Linked DNA regions of Oncorhynchus mykiss: region 1 is linked to region 2. A link is a contact called in public Hi-C data. All regions are on one chromosome and are shown on one strand. Each heading gives the region's core, a stretch centred on a gene start, on an enhancer-like site or on the middle of the called end of the contact. The rest is flanking DNA. Distances are from core to core; before and after follow the strand shown. Region 1 holds the start of tgoln2 (trans-Golgi network integral membrane protein 2). Region 2 holds the start of LOC110525671 (DNA replication complex GINS protein SLD5).

The links. Hi-C and Micro-C count contacts between places; a contact is called where the count stands out from the background.
Region 1: a contact with region 2 is called in a Hi-C map of liver, with 5 times the contacts expected there. The contact joins the promoter of tgoln2 here to the promoter of LOC110525671 in region 2. A contact is called at or near these places in 2 of 3 Hi-C or Micro-C datasets (blood and liver).

Annotation. Positions count from the first base shown.
Region 1 is chr6:28,540,191-28,546,645 of USDA_OmykA_1.1, reverse strand. tgoln2 (trans-Golgi network integral membrane protein 2) reads right to left here and starts at 3,625. Exons shown (of 5, transcript XM_036979785.1): 1 at 3,414-3,625. The coding sequence starts at 3,471.
Region 2 is chr6:28,412,005-28,418,336 of USDA_OmykA_1.1, reverse strand. It overlaps LOC110525671 (DNA replication complex GINS protein SLD5), which reads left to right and starts at 3,864. Exons shown (of 8, transcript XM_021606009.2): 1 at 3,864-4,131; 2 at 4,291-4,377; 3 at 4,489-4,602; 4 at 4,711-4,808; 5 at 4,961-5,049; 6 at 5,199-5,289; 7 at 5,621-5,725. The coding sequence starts at 4,039. The coding sequence ends at 5,717. arid5a (AT-rich interactive domain-containing protein 5A) reads left to right here. Exons shown (of 7, transcript XM_021606011.2): 3 at 175-340; 4 at 556-608; 5 at 1,516-1,613; 6 at 1,699-1,852; 7 at 1,995-3,600. The coding sequence ends at 3,224.

The DNA of each region.
Region 1 (6,455 bases), core at 2,376-4,875, 130 kb before region 2:
TTGTCCATTCATAAATTCAGAGTGTTTCGCTTTAACACACTGGACGCTCTGGCCGAGGAGTAGGGTTGATCGAGGGTTTTAACCTCACAACAGCAGTCAAGCACACAAGCTAACTGGTTAGTTGGCTACCTTGCTTGCTACCTACCTAGTTCCAGACAAATGAGAGAACACCTCACTCTGGCCATTTTACTACCCATAGTAGAGGTGGTTCATGCTATCTACAGCGTTGGTGACTAACTGTGCTGCTAACAACAATATAATTACTTTTTTTTGCCAGTGTTTACTCATACCAACCATATTCAACGGGTGTTGTAAATTCATCAGTTATTCTACGCTCTGGCACACTCAAGTAGGCTGGACACATGAAATGTTTAACAATGCTTTTTTCTAATAAAAAGTAGTTCATTACATCCGCGGTGGAGCCCAGTTTCATAATATTACCATATCCCAGCTGCCTGCCGTAGTTTTGAAGTAATCACGAAAAAAAAACAGGCATTATTTTAGGGCCTTTTTGACCCTGCCAGCTCCTATTAGTTCTATTGAGCACTGTGGCACCAACTCGCCTTCCGAACATTCTAATCCAATTTCGTTGTACTATGTAACAATGGCAGCATTGCTATAGTTGGCAATGGAGACCTGCTCACGTTGTTTATATTTAAAATGTAAACAAAAATTACTCATGTTACTCTGAGGTCGTCCCATTGTTTACTATAGGGAAATATAGGTATGTCTGTCTATTTTCCAAATATCTCGCAATATGTATATTTAGATTTGAATTAACTGTACACCATTTTAATCATGAGAATCTCCTCTCTAATTATGTAAGGCTGGGCAGTGTATCTCGTTGTCATCAAACGCTAGTCCAGAAATAGTCAGAAGTTACAATTTTTTCCCTACTTCCTCGTTATGCAGACAAGCACACTTGGCACCATTGAGGTGCGGATGTTTACTTTCTACACAAGTTGTTATTTTTTCAGTTTCATCCTAAGAACAGATTGTAGTGGTAAAATAAAAAGGGATACATTGTTTTGGTGCCATTTAGACTAAATGGAATTCTAAGCTTCACTCCAGTCAAAACAGGCTCTGCGAACGTTCGATTCCGTTTTTCAGCTTTGGGTGAATTTTGACTCGTTCTATTGTCCAGCCTAACTCAAGCTTCATGTCCAACAGATGCATTCAACTTTTTGCGTTCCTGCGGAAGTCAAGCCTCGATCACCCCAACAGTGTTTTTGCATTTTGGTACACCAGAGGTACATTCATTTTCAATGGAACATTACGTTTGCCTTGCAGAAGCAGTTGCAGTTGTCCCGTGTTGGATTTATCAAACATATGCATCAAACGGCTTGACAGAAATGGTAGAAGGTAAATGTTGAACTTTTGTTGCACACATATCCAGATGATGCTGTGTACCATTTTGCGTAATGATCCTGTCGGTGTGATCAAGGCGTCATTCATTGTCAATAGAGCAGTCTGCAACGCTACATTTGGGATGCCGCACTAGGGTGCGGTGTATTCCATGTACCGCGTGCAATCAATATTTTCAACTTGTGCACTGCATGACTTTGCGGTGGTACAAACGCAAGATCATAAAAGTTCCCATGGCGGGGGTGACACCATACAGTTCCAAATGATGATGACTATTGTGTAGTTAGAGAAGAGACCGGCTGAACGACTAGAAAGTTGTCTCAGGTAAGAATGACACAGACAATTCATCATTACTACACTTGGGTAGTGCGCCCTGTTGGCTAGTTTTCAGGAAACCAGCAAACAGAATGGTGTGCGAAATTAATTACGCACAGAACTGTGCTGTGCACAATTTAGCCTGCCATCATGCAGGACAAGCTAGTGATTTGAAATCAGTACTCTATATCTGAACAACCAGTTCAATGTATTGATGTCTCTAGTGATGAGTGACAGGAGAATAGAAACAAACTAGATTAATTGTTGCAATGCACCCTTCTGTTTACCAGCCTGTTGGTAGCTCTGCCAGCCTAATAAAAAACTAGGTGAATAGGATAATAACTTTAATCTGTTCAAATTATTAGCTTTGGTCGAACAGGGCGAAAATTATTTTATCCCATGCTTCAAAACGCTCTGAAGCCTTGTGAAGCACATGTGCAGCAAATACAGACATCTGGCAAAAACATACAGCAAAACGCATGTGCCTCTGGTGGGCATACGGCATCAGACGAGAGTGCTCTGAAATCGGAGTAGATAGCCAGAGTCAATTTAAGAACGCACCCTAAACTAACCCAGTCTGTTTGGCCCCAATCGGTGTTTTGTCAAAAGGCACTAAAAAGTAGTTAGTTTTGCTATAACCCATTCATAGACGCTATGTAAATTGGCCCACGTCATTGGGGTAGCTAGCTAACGTTAGCTAACGTAAACTCACCCCATTCTGTACAAATGTGCGCAACCGCAACATTCAAACGAGGCTACAAAGAAAACTAATGGGACTGTGTTGACTTCAAAATCGGGGGTGTGAACTAGGTTTCTATTCAAGCGTTGAGCGACATGGTAATGGCTCTGTAGTATTGGAGAAAAGTTGAAAAAAACTGACCCTCCGTTACATCTTGACGTGTCGTAACGTACAGCACGCATAAAGCAACTATTTCTGTTTTACAATCTCTCTCCACCAGGTGTAGCACTTCTCTCATCCTTTAAAAACAATGGACGGGGTAAGGGAGGGATACCTAGTCATTTTTTGCAATCATCATTCTCAAAGCCGCTGTTTACTTCTAAGATCACTTTAGCACCGCCCTAAAAACCTGATTAAAATTCGACACAAACCTTCAAATAGGTATGTAATGACACATTATATAAACTCTTTAGTGTTTTATTTACATTTTAGAGGCGATAAGGTGATAAATTGGACAGCTCAAGTGAAAAAAAGCCATTTTCCCACACATATCCTCTTTTCACTATCACGCATTAGTTTCGCTTCCCCACCTGACATTTTTAAAAAGACCCAATGGGGCTCATTGCTGTCTTGAATCATGCAGAAACGGGCAGCGTTTAGGTCATGTAATTGGTTCTATTGGAAAGGGGAGAAATTGTGCTTTACAATGGTATTAACAATACAGTTGATCTGAAAGTATTACGTTTTGGGGGCGCTAAAATAAGGGCAATTGTTCAGATCAAGGCGATGTACGAGTTTACTATAGCTGTCTCATGTTCAAATATCCCTCAGATCAAATCGATTATCTAACGTATAGCCAGTCTCGGTACACAACACGCATAAAAACAAAGATTGACTGTTCAAAGTTATTGTAACGTTACTTGAGGTAAAGCATTTGTTTAAGTAGCGTTATATAGTAGGTATGGCATGCACCTGGTCTAGGCAAATTAAGATTAGCAGATTGAACGCTAAATTAGCTAGCTATTTAAAAAAAATATTTTACAAAAACTCTCACCTCTGACACCACCAGACAAATAAACCAGCACGATAAACAACATAGATATTGTTTTCATTGTAGCTTTGAGGCAAAACAAACCTAGTCAGATATAAGAATTTACTACGGAAAGAGTTCCCAATAATGCTTGGCTCAAAGGTGATGACTCAAATCCTGATATAAACACTTCCTTCTTCCTCCTACTGTTCAAATCTGCCAAAACCAAGAGTGTAATCATTAGTCCAAACAGTTCCGTTTTGCGAGTAAAACGACAGTTTCTATTGGACAAATTCAGCTAGATCCCGCCCCGTTTCTTTCCGTTTGCTTCCGTCTAAGAAACGTTTTGCAACAGAATAGGCGTAATGAATATACCTCTGATATCACGTCACAGATTGAATCATTGTCAAATAAATGATAAACTCACGATTTCCAATATCCGATTTTTGTACATTAAAAGTTGGCTATGCAACTGAATGTGATGTGCGTTCACACAACTCCAAGCGCTCCAAAATGTAGATTTTTTTTGTCTGCCAATTGCAATATTTAAAGGAATCCAGCAGAGATCAGTACAGGCCTACTGATGATGTGATAAACCTTGAAGTTGATCACCAGTATCATAGAATATCACATTAAACCATGTTTTCCAATATGTCTTAGAAGTGTATATTAGAAGAATATTTATACCGGTCTGTTTAGACGCCTATATATATACAGATTCATATTACATTTGTGAAACATTTCCTATAAGCATAGGCCTGCTAGCTACTAGAGCCTGTCACAACCTGTATAGGAGAAAGGCCAGTTTGCAGCTAAGGTCTAATGGGAGATGTTTACAGACCAAAATGCTACCTGGTCTCAGAGCATTTCGTATTATTCTATATGTAAATCCGAGACACTCCATTTAGTATAAAATGTTACATAAGACAGATGGTTACTTGGTCAGCGTGGATGGATGGGTGGGTGTATAACGCAAATGTATAGTAACCCAAAGGTTGTGAGTTCAAATTTCATCACAAACAACTTTCTAGCTACTTTGCAAGTTAGCTAACCCTAACCTTAACCCTTTTAGCTAACCCTTCACTTTTATTTTTTTAATGTAACCTTTATTTAACTAGGCAAGTCAGTTAAGAACAAATTCTTATTTTCACTGACGGCCTAGGAACAGTGGGTTAACTGCCTTGTTCAGGGGTAGAACAACAAATGTCTTACCTTGTCAGCTCGGGGATTTGAACTTGCAACCTTTCGGTTACTCTAACCACTAGGCTACCCTGCCGCCCCACATTGATTCTGTACCGGCACCCCCTGTATATAGCCCCGCTATTGTTATTTACTGCTGCTCTTTAATGTTTTGTTATTCTTATCTCTTACTTTTTTTGTTGTTGTATTTTTTTAAACTGCATTGTTGGTTTAAGGGCTTGTAAGTAAGCATTTCACTGTAATTTCACCTGTTGTATTCGGCGCATGTGACAAATAAAATGTTATATATGAGCCATAATAGCAGTCAGAATGAGTAAGTAATCCACATTCTACATGGGCTGTCTAGGAGGGGTAGGGCTGCAAAAAAATAAATGTAGTGCTGCTTATCTCAAATTTCAATTATGTTATTGTCTGCAGACAGAACGGAAAGAGTCTACCAGATTATCAACTAAAGTAATACATGCATACAGGGTTCAAATATAGGGTCAAATATGTCATTATTTCTGTACTTATACAATCACGCCTGCTTTTTCCTTTGCTATCCTCATCTTGGTGCCCATATCGATAGATATCAGGATGTTGGAAGTGTCTGGAAGGTTCCAGTGTGTTTGCTTCTACCCTGCTTTCTCAACGTGATATTAATTGATTGTTTCCCCCCCAGTTTGACAAGACTCAGCTGGCACCTCTATGAAGACAGGTATCACTTGCTGTGAGCTTAAGAACCCCATTCTTAATGTATTATTCATACCCATTTGACCTTAAAGAAGGGAATGCAAATGTAACTCAAGAATGAGATAGATGATCCAACTTTCTAAATGTCAAACACCATAATGAAGACACATTCATGACAAGAATCCACAGGTCTCTCGTTTCCAGCTGAGATGTAAAATACCTCTCATTAACATTTGGATGATTATCACTCCCACAATCTCAGGTTGTGTGCTCAAACAAGTTGCCTTTTATTGATGATTCCGTAAGGAAGATTATCTCAAGGCTTTTGCACATATTGAATGTTTACTTTTAATGTTTACTTTGCTGCGCCTAGGAGGATCTAGAGCTTTTTATCGCACAAATTGACAAACAGCTCCATGGTAGTAGTCAGACCCCACTGAATCTCTCTGTATTTGCATATGAATGTGTTCACAGTAAGATCGGCATGGATCCCAATGTAATTTAATATGACACCATAAAATAATAATTATATTTGTCCTATTTCACGCAACTAGCAACATTTCGTTCACTGGCCCAACACTCCAACCGCTATGCTCTGCTGACAAAATACATAAGAAACCTTTACTTAATAAAAACAATGGATTTCTTAAACCAATCCACCTTGAAGGATCAAAAAACGCTCCTTATGGGATTTGAACCAACAACATTGAAACCTGGTCTCAGCACATTTCGTATTATTCTGTACGTAAATCCGGGACACTCCATTTTGAATGATATTTACATTTCGTATGGTATGTATTAAATTGTATGATATGTTACGAACTACAATTTGTGTTATATATTATGAATTTGCAAAACTTGATATACACTGAACAAAAATATAAAACGCAACATGTGAAATGTTGGTCCCATGTTTCATGAGCTGAAATAAAAGATCCCAGAAATGTTTAATACACACAAAAAGCTTCTCTCAAATTGTGTGCACACATTTGTTTACATCCCTGTTAGTGAGCATTTCTCCTTTGCCAAGATAATCCATCCACTTGACAGGTGTGGCATATCAAGAAGCTGATTAAACAGTGTGATAATTACACAGGTGCACCTTGTGCTGGGGACAATAAAAGGCTACTCTAAAATGTTCAGTTTTGTCATACAATACAATGCCACAGATGTCTCAAGTTTTCAGGAAATGTG
Region 2 (6,332 bases), core at 2,615-5,114:
GTGAAGCCAACTCTGTCATGTTCTGAATGTTTCACTTGAAATTCTAAAAAAAGTTTCCTAATGTATGATTCGTTTATTTTCTTCTTGCAGTTCTGTTTTGAAGACTTATATGTTCAGTAATAGTATGCATCCATATAATTTGGATGTACATCTATCTGATGGTCTCTACTGTAGAATTCTGCAGCGATGGAGATTTCTGACTCAGCCAGTGAATGTGAGGAGCCTCCCAGGTCTAGCCCAATGGAGACAGAGGAGAGGTCCTTCATAGCCAATTTGCACTGTTTCATGAAGGACAGAGGCACACCCATAGAGAGGATACCACACCTGGGCTTTAAGCAGAGTGAGTCCATGTTCAAAGGATTTAGCCGTAGCTTTATTACTCAATCTCTATTACATAGATACGTTTTCCCTGCTCCCCAGATCACCTCCATCTTTGGGGTAGTTTGTAAATGCATGTGTTTTAAGACAATTCATAGGGAATGATACAATATAATAGTAATTATAGAACTGTGCAATGTCCCCTAATGTTCACATGCATATGGTTTCTGCTCACAGTTAACCTGTGGAAAATCTACAAAACTGTTGAGAAGCTTGGCAGTTACGACTCTGTGAGTACACCCATATCGTACAGTTACAACTCTGTGAGTACACCCATATCGTACAGTTGTATATTTTTTACACTTGACCTGGTTGTTGATCACACAGACATGGCAGTGGCAGCTACTCACATTTTTTATGTTGCGAAAGACACCATGCAGCTTAGGTTCTTGTGTGGAACATTATCTTTAGTTGACAGGATGTAAACATGACCATACCCACCACATTAAGAGCAGAGTCCACACTGTCTGCTGAATGAAGTTTCCACTCTGTGGCATGTGTACATGCTCAATGCGCTGAGAGAGGAAGGGTTTCTATGAAATGCCAATTCAGTTCACAGGAGCTTAGCTTATAGTAAGACGTTGTTCTCTATTTTAGTAATGGGCCAATCATCTCCCTCCATATAAGCTATTCTTTTTTTTGTGGTACTTATTTCCCCATTTTCTCCCCAATTATGTGATATCCAATTGGTAGTTAGTCTTGTCCCATCGCTGCAACTCCCGTACGGACTCAGGAGAGGCGACGGTCAAGAGCCGTGCGTCCTCAGAAACACAACCCTTCCAAGTCGCATTGCTTCTTGATACACTGCTCGCTTAACCCGGAAGCCAGCCGCACCAATGTGTCGGAGGAAACACCGTATAACTGACAACTGAAGTCAGCATGCATGCGCCCGGCCCGCCACAAGGAGTCGCTAGAGCACGATGGGACAAGTACATCCCTGCCGACCCGGGTTGTGGTGACGCCTCTAGCAATGCAGTGCCTTAGACCGCTGCGCCACTCGGGAGGCCCCCTCCATATATTCTTAATATAAAAAGACAGATTAGACAGTCGTATACTTTACCTCAAATTAATGCATAATGGTTCTGGATGAGGGATTTAGAGGGGTGTGTTTGCTCACTATGGTGTGTTTTCCAACAGGTGACAGCACGACGGCTGTGGAAGAATGTGTATGATGAGCTGGGGGGCAGCCCAGGCAGCACCAGCGCTGCTACCTGTACCCGCAGACACTATGAGAGGTGAACACTGCTCCAGATAATCTGTCTTCAACTCACTCCATCTCTGCTTGTTTTCATTGTGTAATTTCTTTTGTCTTCAATGCAGGCTTGTTTTACCCTTTGAGAGACAGTTGAGGGGAGAGGAGGACAAACCTCTGCCTCCAAGCAAACCACGCAAACAGTACAAGAGGAGCCCTGAGGGAAGCAAGTCTGAGGGCAAGAGGAAGAGGCCCCATCTGGAAAAGGAGACGGACTCTGAGGTACTTCACTTTTCACCTGTTTGTGACTATTGTCATAAAACTCACTGGCTGTTTTCTATTAATCCAGCCTATGATTGTCATACAGTTACTGTACCCCAAACTGTACGACTGGAAGTGAACTCTCCATGTTGTATTATTTCAGGGCCAGCTACACTCTACTCCATCGTCTCCATGGACCACTCCATCTGAAAGGCTCCACCCAGACCGTCCTCCACCAAACAATGAGACTACCGTCAGTGACGACCTCTCTTCCTCTGCGTACTCCCTATCCCAGCCAGGTCAGGTCCAGTCTTCTGCTTCAGACATCATCTCCCCTCTGGAGAAGAAGAAGCGTATGGCCCAGGCCAGCCTGAGTCAGTCCCAGGACTGTCAGAGCCCCAAACAGGAGGACCGTAAGGGCAGGCCCTCTGTGATCCACTGCTCCCAGTCCCCAGGGCTGGTCCGTTCTAGCCGGACACGCACTACCTCGGAGGGCTCTCCTCTCCCTCCGTCGTCCTCCTCTTCCCGTAGCCCATCCCCCTACTCCATCTCCTCTGAGGACTGTCCAGCACTAACTGAAGAGAGGCCCCCAGTTCCAAAACCAGAAGTACCTCTTCCTTTTTCCAGCAACCCAATATCTGCCTGCAGTGGGGTCCACAAGCCTCAGAGCTGCAGCCCTGATGTCAAGAAATATGTTGGCTTCCCTGGAGGACAAAGAGATTTCCCTCAGGTCAGCCCTCTACTGGGTGACACAGTTTCTATCAAAGGTCAGAGTAAAAACTCTGTATGGAGCCCTGTCTGCAATGGGAGTAACAGACGTCCAGCTCACCAAATATCCCCACCAACGTCCTGCACGTATACTGTTAGGTCTTGCTTGGTTCCATCCACCTCCAGTTTCACTAAAGTTTATCCCAAATCTATAGAGCCTTTGCGGCCTATACCCTTTCGACCAGGTTACACATTCCATCAGAACCCAAATAGGCCCATGTTACATGATAATGATCTGATCTATACTAAGAAACTACATATGGTCCCTCGACATTATCAGACAGAGAAAAAGGAGAAGTCCACGACAATGTTGCCAAAGCCACTTCCAACGCAACAACCTGTATTCCACTCTAATGTCAGCATACCAGTGTCCTACCTCGTCCCAGCCTATGACAGGACAAGGGGAGACTCTGGACAGAAGCCACCTGTACACCCATTATTTCTATCCACCAACAGACTGCCTCAGTCCCAGATCAACCCTATGTACCGTCATGCCGCAACGGGACACACCAATGCTTCCCCTTATGAGCCTGCTCTCTACTCCTATCCCTATTCCATTCCTATGTTGAATCCCCATACTGGTTACAGCATCACTGGCGTGCATTATCCTCAAACTAGGCTGTGATAGCCCAGCCTACCTCTCGCAGAGCTTATAGACAATGTGACAAGTCAAATGGAGATAATGACAGTACCTGCTTCGTTCTAGACATTTTCTAAACTTGACTCGAACACAGCTGCATTCTATGTGAGTGATCAACAGAGAAACGTTGTTGTGATTATTATCCCGAGATGGGCTCCCCACTGTGGCAACTGATAGAATTGCACTAATAAAAAGGACTCATCTTTCTGTATTTGTAACAATAGCCCTCTGGTTTACTGCTATGTACGTTTTTTTATTGTATGATAAAATTATTTTGCATGGAAATAATATGAAACAACACAGATGTAATTGTTTATTCTGAATAAAATCTAAAATAATTCCTGTCTGATCCAAGTCTGCATTCTTTGGTAAGTAAATAACCATGGTCATTTGTAATTTTCGACATTTATTTTAATTAGTTGAGGGGACGTGCAGCACTTAATCCATGGAAAGTAGACCACTGTATTTCATTAATGCCAATAAACGCATGCTTTTTTGCAAATAATAATAATAAAACATTATTTTGTAAACCAAACACTAGGGCAGAGATTACGGATGGATTTGTTTACCGTCTCTGACTGCGCATTTTTTGCGCATGTTTGAACCTCTACAGACGTCATCACGCACTGCTTTCGGTTGGCGCGAACTTTAACCGGAAGTGTGCGACTCTTGTTTCTGAGGAGGTTAATGAGCTGTCGACGTCATTTACAGTGTTGTCTAGATATAATGTAAAAAAGTAACATTCTGCGTAGCTAGTTTAATAGAGTACCACATTTTGTGTAGGCTAAGCAAGTATAGGATGTCGGATACGTTGTCTGATGATGCCAGCGGAGGAGATGATGGCCAAGAAGATGTGATGACTCCAGCGGAGCTGATTGGGAAATTGGAAGAGGTAACGTTAGCTAGCTAGCTAATTAGCCATGTTCACTAAAATACTGTAGCCAGACCGATACGTTTTGCAATGCACGGATCCTGTCAAAACAAAAAAACGTATTTAGCACTGCTGCTGCTCCTATGTAAAGTGGACTTTGTGTATTCCTCTGTCCCCCAGGCCTGGCTGAATGAGAGGTTCTCTCCTGAGCTTCTGGAGAACAAGTCAGAGATGGGAGAGTGTGTGATGGAGCAGCTGACTCACATGGTAAATGGTGGTGGGGTTCCTCAAATAACTGAGGGGTGCAGCAGCTGTCTCGGTGAGCAGTGAGATACCAGTAATAACAGGACTTCTATGTTGTGTTGTCTCCATTGACAGGAGGCCAACCTGCAGCGGGTTAGGAGGGGTGATGTGAAGGCAAGTGTCCACCGCATGGAGATTGACAGGATCCGCTTTGTCCTCAGCAGCTACCTCCGCTCTCGCCTCCAAAAGGTAATGCCAACAACAACCCAGCATGATATGATCATCTTCTAGTGAGAAGGACTATAAATCAGTGCTCAGACTGACACCTTTCTCTCTGGTCCTCTGTTGCCTGTGTAGATTGAGAAGTTTTTCCCACATGTGTTGGAGAAAGAGAAGTCTCGAGTGGAGGGAGATCCTTCGTTCCTGTCTCCAGAGGAGTTTGCTTTTGCCAAAGAGTGAGTGTTATAGTGACGTGTTGTGGCTTGCAGTTACAATGACCATCCCTGGAGGAAGGTCATTGAGTTGCTTTTGATGTCATATTTACTTCTATTATTATAATAATAATATGTTTGCAACATTAGTGATGTGTTCCCTCTCTTCCATGTAGATATCTGGCCAACACAGAGACCTATCTGAAGGCTGTAGCTCTGAAACACATGCCCCCCAATCTACAGACAGTGGATATGCTGAAAGCAGGTGAGTCCTAGCACGATGTTTAGATGAGCTATTCCAATATTCAAATGACTGCTTGTAAAAAAACTCATCAGTGGCATAATGTTCATGGATGGAAGCATTGCATTCTCTTGTCATGTGATTAACTGCAATGTCAAATGAAATGTTCCCAGTACCAGAGCCTTGTCTGGACTCCTTTGTGTTCCTACGTGTGAGGGAGAGACAGGAAAACATCTTGGTGGAACCTGAGACAGATGATCAGAGGTACAGTATCGCATATGATCATTGGACTGATTGATTGGTGCTACAGCTTGGAATAGGCTTTCTACCTATCTCACTTTGATGATAATGTGTCAAGAATAGAAGTTTTGATTCCTGTTGTGAAGAGGAGCACATTGGAAGTTATTTTGCAGTATTCTGTAGATCCAGAAGGTGGCAGCATGTGTCTGTATATAACATGTTTTTTTTTTTACTGTTACTATCCTCAAGAATATTGTACAAGCTTACTCCACGGACAGTGTATTCTTATTGATTGAAATGCCCGGCCGTTTACTAAGAACTCCATTGAATTTTCTGGTCCAATATTTTCTTTCAGAGAGTATGTTGTGGATCTTGATGTGGATTCTCAGCATCTGATGCGGTATCGCTCTATAGCACCCCTGGTTTCAAGTGGAGCAGTACAGCTAATTTAACTGTCAAGGTACTCAATTTATAGGCCACACTGATTTCCCTCATGTCTTTATCCATGACACACACACTAATCCATACTATGTTTTTGAATATGTTGAAGTGTGCATGATTCAAATCCAAATCTTTCATACGACTGTTTTGTACTGTCATAATTTTTATTTTTTTGCCATCAACATGGTCTCTTGGGAACTAACTAAGCTGGAAATTCTCAGAACGTTTGCTTGAACAGCATAATACCTGTTAAACAATGAGGCAATTTGCCAGTGAACTGCAAGAAAATCGTCACTTAGGCCGTATATTAACACGTTTGCACAGATCGGTCTCTGTAATAATATACCTACTCTATTTGGGCTATGTTTTAGGAGCCTCCTGTCCTTGGTTCAGATGGGGTTATTAGTCTCCAACTGTGATGGTGGATGACCGGAGGAACACTGACTCCCTTCATTGAACATTAACTACACTGTTTGCAGTACATTGAGGAAGGAGTTATGGACATTATTTGTGGACCTCCAACTCGCCAAGGGCGGGGCATTAACTAGAATGTCTGCAAATATATTACTGACTTGTTGAAATGTTGTGTACCTGAGGACATATCTCTCACATGAAGCCTGCTTATA